Regions from separate parts of the Mus musculus genome. Here all the other regions are linked to region 1. A link is a contact called in public capture Hi-C and promoter capture Hi-C data. All regions are on one chromosome and are shown on one strand. The core of a region is the stretch at or near the end of the contact, and the rest is flanking DNA. Distances in the headings are between cores, read along the strand shown.

What was found. Promoter capture Hi-C pulls out the DNA fragments that hold promoters and counts their contacts. Capture Hi-C pulls out chosen DNA fragments and counts their contacts.
Region 2: a promoter capture Hi-C map of neural stem cells shows a contact between it and region 1. The contact joins the promoter of Tbc1d10b here to the promoter of Mapk3 in region 1. A contact is called at or near these places in 9 of 39 promoter capture datasets (the 3T3-L1 cell line, the C10 cell line, the SN4741 cell line and 5 more), 3 of 484 Hi-C or Micro-C datasets (bone marrow-derived macrophages, embryonic stem cells and forebrain), 18 of 115 datasets of contacts at active chromatin or transcription factors (the 230-238 cell line, astrocytes, bone marrow-derived macrophages and 9 more) and 5 of 9 other capture datasets (adipose tissue, embryonic stem cells, liver and 2 more).
Region 3: a contact with region 1 is called in a capture Hi-C map of embryonic stem cells, with 3 times the contacts expected there. The contact joins the promoter of Spn here to the promoter of Mapk3 in region 1. A contact is called at or near these places in 11 of 39 promoter capture datasets (the 3T3-L1 cell line, 3T3-L1-derived adipocytes, cranial neural crest and 6 more), 10 of 115 datasets of contacts at active chromatin or transcription factors (T-cell acute lymphoblastic leukemia, acute myeloid leukemia, craniofacial prominence and 5 more) and 5 of 9 other capture datasets (adipose tissue, embryonic stem cells, liver and 2 more).

The regions. Positions count from the first base shown.
Region 1 is chr7:126,758,151-126,761,243 of GRCm38.p6, reverse strand. Mapk3 (mitogen-activated protein kinase 3) reads right to left here and starts at 1,618. Exons shown (of 9, transcript NM_011952.2): 1 at 1,426-1,618; 2 at 331-513. The coding sequence starts at 1,598.
Region 2 is chr7:127,206,995-127,210,087 of GRCm38.p6, reverse strand. Tbc1d10b (TBC1 domain family, member 10b) reads left to right here and starts at 1,620. Exons shown (of 9, transcript NM_144522.5): 1 at 1,620-2,638. The coding sequence starts at 1,725. It also overlaps a transcript of Mylpf not described here.
Region 3 is chr7:127,136,262-127,139,354 of GRCm38.p6, reverse strand. Spn (sialophorin) reads left to right here and starts at 1,532. Exons shown (of 2, transcript NM_009259.5): 1 at 1,532-1,608; 2 at 1,988-3,093. The coding sequence starts at 2,022.

The DNA of each region.
Region 1 (3,093 bases), core at 369-2,868:
GGCTGTGGGCAGAGACTGGGTCATGTCACAGACCTGCAGATGTCAGAAGACAAAGCTCCCATAGAGATCGTTTTTTCCACAGCATTCTCCCTCCCCACACACCATACTGGGGCACAGAGCAGAAAGGGATGTGTTCAAGGCCACTCCACTTGGCTGCGACAGACCAGGATCCAAGGCCTGCCAGTGTGCTCTCATGCTCTGTAGACTCTCTGCTAAAAAGTTACTTTGCTGGGGTTTTTTTTTTTTGGAGGGTAGTACAAAAGATGACCACAGACAACAGAGCCAAGCTCCCTAGCTTTACTCTGGGGCTGTGGCTAAGGTGAAGGATACACATCTCTCATGGCTTCCAGGGTGGGCGCTCTGAGGATGTCTCGGATGCCTATAACATTCTCATGGCGGAATCGCAGCAAGATCTGGATCTCCCTCAGCGTGCGCTGACAGTAGGTTTGATGCTCAAAGGGGCTGATCTTCTTGATGGCCACTCTGGTCTTGCGCACGTGGTCATAAGCTGAGCTGAGAGGGCCAGAGAGATGTGGCCTTACAAAGGGGGAATCCAGGCCTGTTGGCCCCACCCAGGTCTTGGCAGGGACTGGAGAGAGGAGGAGAGGGTTCTGGCCAAATGTAAACAATGCTGGCTCCTTCCTGCTGTGAAGGCCTGGGATCTCCAGGGGAAAGCTGGGTATCAGCCAGGCAGCCTTTCAGTGACTTCACAAACAGAGGAAGAGAGTGGCCACTCACCGACTTCCTTTCTCCTGGACCCTCTTACATTCTAGTTGCCCTCACCCTCCTCCCCTTTCCCAAGCTGGACTCTCTCAATCCCAGACAGGTCCAGGGGATAGGAGTTAAATGGAGAAAGTAGATGAAGCCTAGAGGATTCAGTAATGGGACAGGAGAGAAGAGATAAGGAGGGGCAGGCAGGTCTCCCTGTGCGGTTCCTGGGTCAGAGCTGCTCCCATAGGAACAAAGGCCCAGAGCAGAGCACACAGTGGGGCAGCGAGAACTCACAAACCCGTATACCACAAAATAAGGCACATTCTAGAGACCCTTCCCTACTTTGGGCCCCTAGCCTTGCCAGGGGCAGAGGTGCAAAGGTTTGCCCCACCCTGAGCTTTGCTCTCCTCTCTCAAACTCTCTGTCACAGCCTCATCAGGGGGGAACCAAGGCTCCCACTACCTGCTCGTGGGTCCCTCACTCCCCCTTCATCCTCTTAGCTCCACCTTTATCTCTAGGGTCCCCCAGGTGCCCCTCCCTTAACAATACAAGGTGGCTTCAAAGCCTCCAACCCCCCTCCCTGGAGAAAGTAGCGCCTAGTCCTCCAGAAGTCACTGCACGATACTTCCCCTGCGACACTCCCTGAGCCCCCCATGTCCCGAGCACACACCTGCTGTCCCTGCTCCGAAGCCCCCTCCCGGGACGCCCCCTCACCTGACCATGCCGTACGCGCCCTCGCCGATGTACTGCAGCTGCGTGTAGCGTGGGCCCACATCGAATGGCTGCCCCTTCACCACCTCCACCTCCCCGGGGACCACCGGGACGACCCCAGCAGTTCCCCTGGGCTCCCCGCCCCCGCCCCCCGGAGCCGCCGCCGCCGCCGCCATCTCCACTCCTCCCGCCTCCCCCCGCTGCCCCGCCCGCGGCCCCGCCCCTCCCTACCGCCCTGTCACCGCGGGGCCGCGCGCCAGGCTCCGCCCCCGCCCCCGCGCGTCCCGCCCCCGCGCCTGCCGGGCGAGCCTGCGCGGGCCCGAGACGTCACATGGTCTCCTGGGCGCGCACCCGGCTTTCCCGCCTAGTTACGCTGTTCCTTCCCTGCCTTGGCCACTAGGGTACTTTAGTCTGCCAAGAGAGTTCTGCAGCCCCAGGGGCCAGTGGCCCTCAGTAATGCTAAGGGAACCCACCCGGCTTACAGTTAACCTTTGAAGACCTGCCTCACATCTTTGTTTCATTTAAACAGATAGTGGTAATCCAGGCTAGCCCCAAAGGCTCTCTATGTGGTGGAGGTTGGCCTTGAACACATCCTCCTGCCTTTAGGCCTGAGCCATCATACAGATTCAGGATGCTACTAGGCAAGCATCCTACCACTGAGCCACATCTCCATCCTTTCTTTTCTCTCTCTCTTTCTTTTTTAAGAGGGTCTCTTGACATGGAACTGGCTGTTCCAGAACTCACTATGTAGACTAGGTAACCAGGCTGGCCTCAACATACTAACTCGCCAGTGCTAGGATTAGTTAGAAGCTGTATGTATCACCATGCCCAGCTTCCATAATTTCTTATTCGTTTATTTGCCACATTTATTAATTTTGTGTGTTGGAGCGTAAGTATGTCACAGAGCCTGTGTGGAGGTCAGAGGACATCTGATTCCTTCCACCATGTGGGTCCCAGGTGTCCAATTCAGGCTGTCAGACTTGGTAGGAGTGGGCCACCCTGAGTTGCTGAGGGAGTATATCTTACGTTTTATAATGAGGAAGCAATCTGGAGGGTGGTGGACGGCAGGCAGCACTGTGAAGCTGTGAAGTCGGTCCTGACTCCAGTGTGAAGACACAGGCCTGCAGGGGGGCTCAGGTGTGTGCTGAGGCCCCAGTGTCGTACAAATCCTCTGCCTGATTGCCCAGAGGACGTGCAACCCAGCTCACTTCACGGGAGAAGGAGGGAAAGGGTGGTAGCTGTGGACAAAGGTAACTAAATCAATTTAAATTCACTGTCACCTTTTCTCTGTCTCTGTCTGTCTCTGTCTTTCTGTCCCCCCCTCCCCCCACGCTGGGCTGGTAAGATGGTTGGGTAGGTAAAGATGCTTGCCAAGCAAGCCCAAAGATCTGAGTTGGATCTCTGGGACCTTCACAATGGAAGTAGAGAATTAGCTCCTGCAGGTTTTCCTCCAACCAACACAAGCATGCTATAGCATGAATGTGGACAGACACATATTCACACACAAAATAAATAAAATAGAATTTAAAAATTACGTGCATGTCTGCCTACAGGTATGTGCACATGAGTGCAGGTGCCCACCAAGGCCGGAGGAATCAGACCTTCTGCAACTAGAGTTCTAAGAGGTTGTGAGCCACCTGATATAGGTGCCAGGAATCAAACTTGGGTCCT
Region 2 (3,093 bases), core at 371-2,870, 450 kb before region 1:
GTTTAGAAGTGGGAAGGTTCCTGGTTCAGCGGTGGCCTTTAGTCTCAGAACTCAGGAGACAGAGGCAGGCGGATCTCTGAGTTTGAGGCCAGCATGGTCTTCAGAGTGAGTTCCAGGACAGACGTGCAGGGCCACACAGAGACACTGTCTTGAAAATAAATAAATAAATAAATAAATAAAAAACAAAACAAAAAAAGAAGAATCTGGAAGGTTAGAACTCATAACGTCAGGTCTTGTAGTTAGTAGCTAATGAGTACTAAGAGAAGTGGATAACAATACGGCTTGGTTCTTGAATCCTTCAAAGAGGAGGGTTCATGGTATTGAGGATTCATGGATTTGGGTTCTGAGATGGGACCTCCACCCACAAGCCGGGAGAGTGAAGTAGTGCTCAGAGGATATGGGTTTCAGAAATTGCAGTGTTTGCGGCGGCGGGGTGGAGGTGGGGGGGGGGGGAGAAGCTGAGTTTGTACATGAGAACTTAGAGAAACCTGGTCTGAGTTCCTGCCTGAAATAGGGAATTGAGAGATGAGTCTTTCAGAGGACTGACTATAGTCTAACTAGACACATCGAGGTAGAGAGTACTGATGAGGGCACTGGGTTTGTGGTGCAGCTCAGGAGTTGAATGAACAGGGGCTCTTTTGGAAACCCAAGAAGGCCAGCGCGGCACTCTTATTGGCTAGGAGCCGCACCGATGCTCCAGGCTCTTCTCAGTGATGTCCCCAGTTGTCACCTCCTCTCGCGCTTGTCTCTGGTTGTCACTGACTATTCTTGCTCTGGCACCGCCTGCTGGCAGCATCCCTGGCCCTAGAAGCAGAGAATGTTATCTATTTCTACTCTTATGCAAAGTGGAGAAGGACAGTCATTGGCTAACAAGTTAATCACAAGTTAAGCCCGCCTCTCCCTGGTTGTCATTCCTTCCTGATCATCTCAGGAAGTCTAAGAATTTTTCGGCTCTTTCTATTGACTGCTGATGCTGTCATCACAGGAATAGACGTGACCGTCAGTCAATTTGACTGCCTAGCCCCCCTTTTTAATTTGGTTCCCTTTTCACCATTTCCATTGGCTAACAAGTTCCTAGTCCCTGCCTCTTACTGCCCAACACCAGCCTCATTCCCCGCCCTTCTGCGGTCACTCACTCTCTTCAGTTGTGTTTATTGGCCTGGATGCTCAGGATCTCTCTTTTCTATTGCTTGTTTTCTTCGTCCTGCCTCTGCCTTCTTCACTTCCTCTTTCTCGAGTACCCACCCTCTTCCCGCCTCTAACCCCACCCACCCTTCCATCGATTGGCAGGAACTCAGTTTTCTCTCTCCTATTATCCGTCCTGGTCTTATAGAGGGGGCGGGAGATTAAAAAAAAAAAAAAAAAAAAAAAAAGGAGGGGTGCGGGAGGGCCTTTCCTCGCGCAGGCGTAGTTCGCCGGGACAGTGGCTGCTCCTCCGCGTCTGCGCAGGCGCGACGTCGGCAGCCGGCCCCTCGCTGGGAGGGGGCGGCGCGAGCGCGCGAGTAGGGTGAGAGGCCGGGAGACCCCGGCGCGAGCGCCGTCGACCCTTGCCCCGCCTGCGCGCGCCGCCCGCCGCCTGCCGCCGGGTCCCGCCCCGCCCCCGGCGCGCGCCGAGCCGCGCCCTTCGCCCTCTCTGCAGCCCCGGCGGGCTGCTCCGGGCGGCCTGAGGGGCGGCGCCTTCTGCGGCCTCCCCGGCGGGGGGATGTGAGGGGCCGCCCGCAGCTATGGAGACGGGTCCGGCGCCCCTTGTGGCCCCGCCGCGCCGCCACGGCGCCCCCGCTGCCCCTTCGCCCCCGCCCCGGGGCTCCCGGGCCGGATCGCACTTAGTGGTGGAACCGGGACCGCCAGTGACTACAGCCACTTCGGCCCCAGTCGAATTGGTGGCCCCCGGGGAGGCTCGGCCCGCCTGCGTCCCAGGATCATCACAGACCTCGGCCTCTACACCCACGACAGCTACGAGCAGCACGGTAGTGATGCTGACCCTGGAGGCCTCACCCGAAGCCGCGAAGACGCAAGAGTTCCCCGCACCAGCGGCAGAAACAGGAGCCGAGACGTCGGTGGCTTTGGCTTTGGGGACAGACACTCAAAAGACGGAAGAGGTTCGAGCCTCTCCTGTCCCAGGACCAGGGACCCCCACTCGGACACCTTCCAGAATGGCGCCTGGAGCCCTGACTGCCAAACCCCCGCTTGCCCCCAAGCCGGGGACCACAGTGGCTTCAGGAGTGACTGCACGGGGTGGAGTAGGACAGGTGGCAGGTGGGCATGAAGCTGCGACCTCAGCATCAGCAGGGTCGGTGCCTGAGGACCCCTCAGGGCCTGTCACAGGCCCTCCCGGGACATGCGAGGCTCCGGCTCCGACTCCGGTGGCTGTGGTGACAGTGACCCCAGCTCCGGAGCCTGTTGAAAACTTTCAAGACCTGGGCTCCACGTCCAGTCTAGGACCTGGCATCTCGGGGCCTCGGGGTCAGGCCCCAGACACCCTGAGCTACTTGGACTCCGTGAGCCTCATGTCAGGGACCTTGGAGTCCTTGCCGGATGATGTGAGCTCCATGGGTTCAGACTCGGAGATAAATGGGATGGCCCTGCGCAAGACGGACAAGTATGGTTTCCTTGGGGGCAGCCAGTACTCAGGCAGCCTGTGAGTACACAGTGGGCACCCCGTGGGGGCTGCCTGGGGACGCGTAGGGGGAGGGGAGGGGCGGGGAGGGGATGCACCTGGCCAGCCCTGGCCCAGGGAGTCATTAGCAGGAGCTGCAGTGCCCAGAGCATCCTGGGGTTTCTATGACTTCAGAGCTGAGGACCAGGGATCAAGGCAGTCGTCTCGATTTAAGCCTAGACCTTGCCTAGGCCCGTGTCCTTGAGCTAGTGGTGTCCCTGTTTCTATGCCTCAGTTTCCTCTATGAAGAGAGGGATTGAATGAGCTGATACCTACTAAGCAGCTAAGATGCCAGCTGCTTGGTATGAAACTATTAACTAAAAAGGCCAGACATTCTGGAAAGTTGGTTGGGCGAGGATTCTGGCAGAAATCTTAGATCTCTGAGGGCAAGAGGGATGCCTTCAGAGTAGCAGTGGGTGTGGGGGGGTATCTGTAGG
Region 3 (3,093 bases), core at 283-2,782, 380 kb before region 1:
ACAAAGCTGTTTTTACAGATAAAAACCAGTTATGAATTTTTAAAAGGAAAAGCTCTGAAACAGACATATACCATAAGAATCCGTTTCCTTAATCAAGTCAGGTGACAAGTTATTCAGAGAAGGATCACATAGATCTCCTTACTTGGGGCTTGGGGATGGCTCCGTGCGGCTCTGTGAGGTTCCATGCGGCTCGGTGTAGAGCACTTACTCAAGCAGCACTGAGGCCCTGGGATAAATCTGCATAAAACACCCCACTCAGCTAAAGACTTTTTGTTACTTTCTTTCTTAAAGATTTATTTTATTTATATGAGTACACGGTAGCAGTTTTCACACACACCCAGAAGAGGGCATCAGATCCCATTACAGATGGTTGTGAGTCACCATGTGGTTGCTGGGAATTGAACTCAGAACCTCTAGAGGAACAGTCAGTGCTCTTAACCACTGAGCCATCTCTCCAGCCCATGGTTAATTTTTTAATATAGGTCTTTCTAGAAGTTTTCTTTTCTTTTTTTTTTAATATTTATTTATTTATTGTATGTAAGTACACTGTAGCTGTCTTCAGACACTCCAGAAGAGGGCATCAGATTTCGTTAGGGATGGTTGTGAGTCACCATGTGGTTGCTGGGATTTGAACTCGGGACCTTCGGAAGAGCAGTCGGCGCTCTTAACCACTGAGCCACCATCTCACCAGCCCTAGAAGTTTTCTTTTTTAAATAAATCTATTATTATTATTATTATTATTATTATTATTATTATTATGAACAACTCTGTAGACCAGGCTGGCCTCGAACTCACAGAGATCCACATACCTCTGCTTCCTGAGTCCTGGGATTAAAGGTGTGCTCCACCACACCTGGCCGTTAAGTAAATCTTAATTTATTTTCATATTTGTATATGAGTACCTGTCTGTACCTATGTGGGTTGGTGCCCTTGGAGGCCAGAAGAGGACGTTGGATCCTCTGGATTATGGGGTGGTCGTGAGCCACCAAGCTGGAACTGAACAGGTCTCCTTCAAGGGCTCCAAACCTTTCAGCCATCGCTCTAGCTCTCCTAGTTCTCTAAGACCATAGCATGTGCAATGTTAGTACTAGCTTAAACTGGGGGCCACAGGAGTGACCTCAATTCCCTGTGGCTCTGGCAGGGTTCAGCAGCCCTAAAAACCTTTCAGGACCACGAGCAGAGTTGAGAGGTTTTCCCCGGCCCTGCAGCTTTCTTGGAGCTCTTCGGCAGGAAGTGCACCCACAGTCTCAGGGTCTCAGGTTCTGGCCAAACAGCTTGAGGAGCAAGGGAGGGAAAGGAAACGGTTCTCCCCTCCATATCTTCCACTCCACCCCTACTCCCCATCACTCATCTCTGACACTTGGACTCCAGTGAAAACCTAAGAATTCCCGTCTGGACCCCGAGCATCCTTTCATGCCTCCACTGAACCCTTGGGTCCCCACAAGCAACTATGGGAGTAGGAATGGGTGGGGCAGGATGCAGGGGTGGAGTGGGTGGAGCCAAGACCCACTTCCTTTCCCCCTGGGGCTCAGTCTGCCCCAGTCCTGACCAAGCCTCAGGAAGAACTGGAGGTACTTGCCCTGGCCCTGTGCCTTAACCATTAATCTGGTAAGAGGGTATGATCTTGCTGGGTACGGGGGTGGGGATGCTCAGAGGATGAAGGAATGTACCTATAGTTTGAAAAGATGAATAGGGTGAGGGGGTAAGGGAGTCCAGAGCCACGGGCTGGAACAATGAATGAAGGCCAGGGGGACATGGCTGCTCTGGAGTCTGAGCTGCCAAGGCCAGGGTGGGAGTCACTGGCGCCATCTGTTCCCCTGTTGTCTCTGATAATAGTGAAAGCAAGAATGGAAAAACAAAACAAAACAAAAAAAAAACGTTAAACCACAAGATGGGCTTGGCAGTTGGCAGGGAAGTGGGCAGAAGGAGTGGGGCTGGCCAAGTTTCCCTCCCCAACCGCGTTCTTCTGTAACTTCCCTACATTCAGGTCCCAACTCCTGCTCCTGCCTGTCCCTCTGGAGATGGCCTTGCACCTTCTCCTCCTCTTTGGGGCATGCTGGGTCCAGGTGGCGAGCCCAGACAGTCTGCAGAGGACGACGATGCTACCATCTACCCCACATATCACAGCTCCAAGTACCTCTGAAGCCCAGAATGCCAGCCCATCAGTTTCTGTGGGGTCAGGGACAGTGGACTCGAAGGAGACCATCAGCCCCTGGGGGCAGACCACAATCCCAGTTTCTTTGACCCCCTTGGAAACTACTGAATTGTCTTCTTTGGAGACTTCTGCTGGTGCCAGCATGAGCACCCCTGTACCTGAGCCTACTGCCTCTCAGGAAGTTTCCAGCAAGACATCAGCACTGCTTCCAGAACCATCAAATGTAGCCAGTGACCCTCCTGTCACTGCAGCCAATCCTGTGACAGACGGACCTGCAGCCAATCCTGTGACAGACGGAACTGCAGCATCTACATCTATCTCTAAAGGAACCAGTGCACCCCCCACCACTGTGACAACAAGCTCTAACGAGACCAGTGGACCCTCTGTGGCTACAACAGTAAGCTCCAAGACCAGTGGTCCCCCTGTCACCACAGCTACTGGGTCTCTGGGGCCCTCGAGTGAGATGCATGGACTCCCTGCTACCACAGCAACCAGTTCTGTGGAGAGTTCCAGTGTGGCCCGTGGCACCTCAGTTTCCAGCAGAAAAACATCCACGACGTCTACCCAAGATCCCATAACCACCAGGTCACCAAGCCAAGAATCAAGTGGCATGTTACTGGTGCCCATGCTTATTGCCTTGGTGGTGGTTTTGGCCCTCGTGGCGCTACTGCTGTTGTGGCGCCAGAGGCAAAAGCGGAGGACTGGGGCCCTGACCCTGAGCGGAGGAGGAAAACGAAATGGGGTGGTGGATGCCTGGGCTGGGCCAGCCCGGGTTCCTGATGAAGAGGCCACAACCACATCAGGGGCAGGGGGCAACAAGGGCTCTGAGGTACTGGAGACAGAAGGCTCCGGGCAGAGACCCACGCTCACTACGTTCTTCAGCAGACGGAAGTCTCGCCAGGGCTCTTTAGTACTAGAAGAGCTGAAGCCTGGGTCGG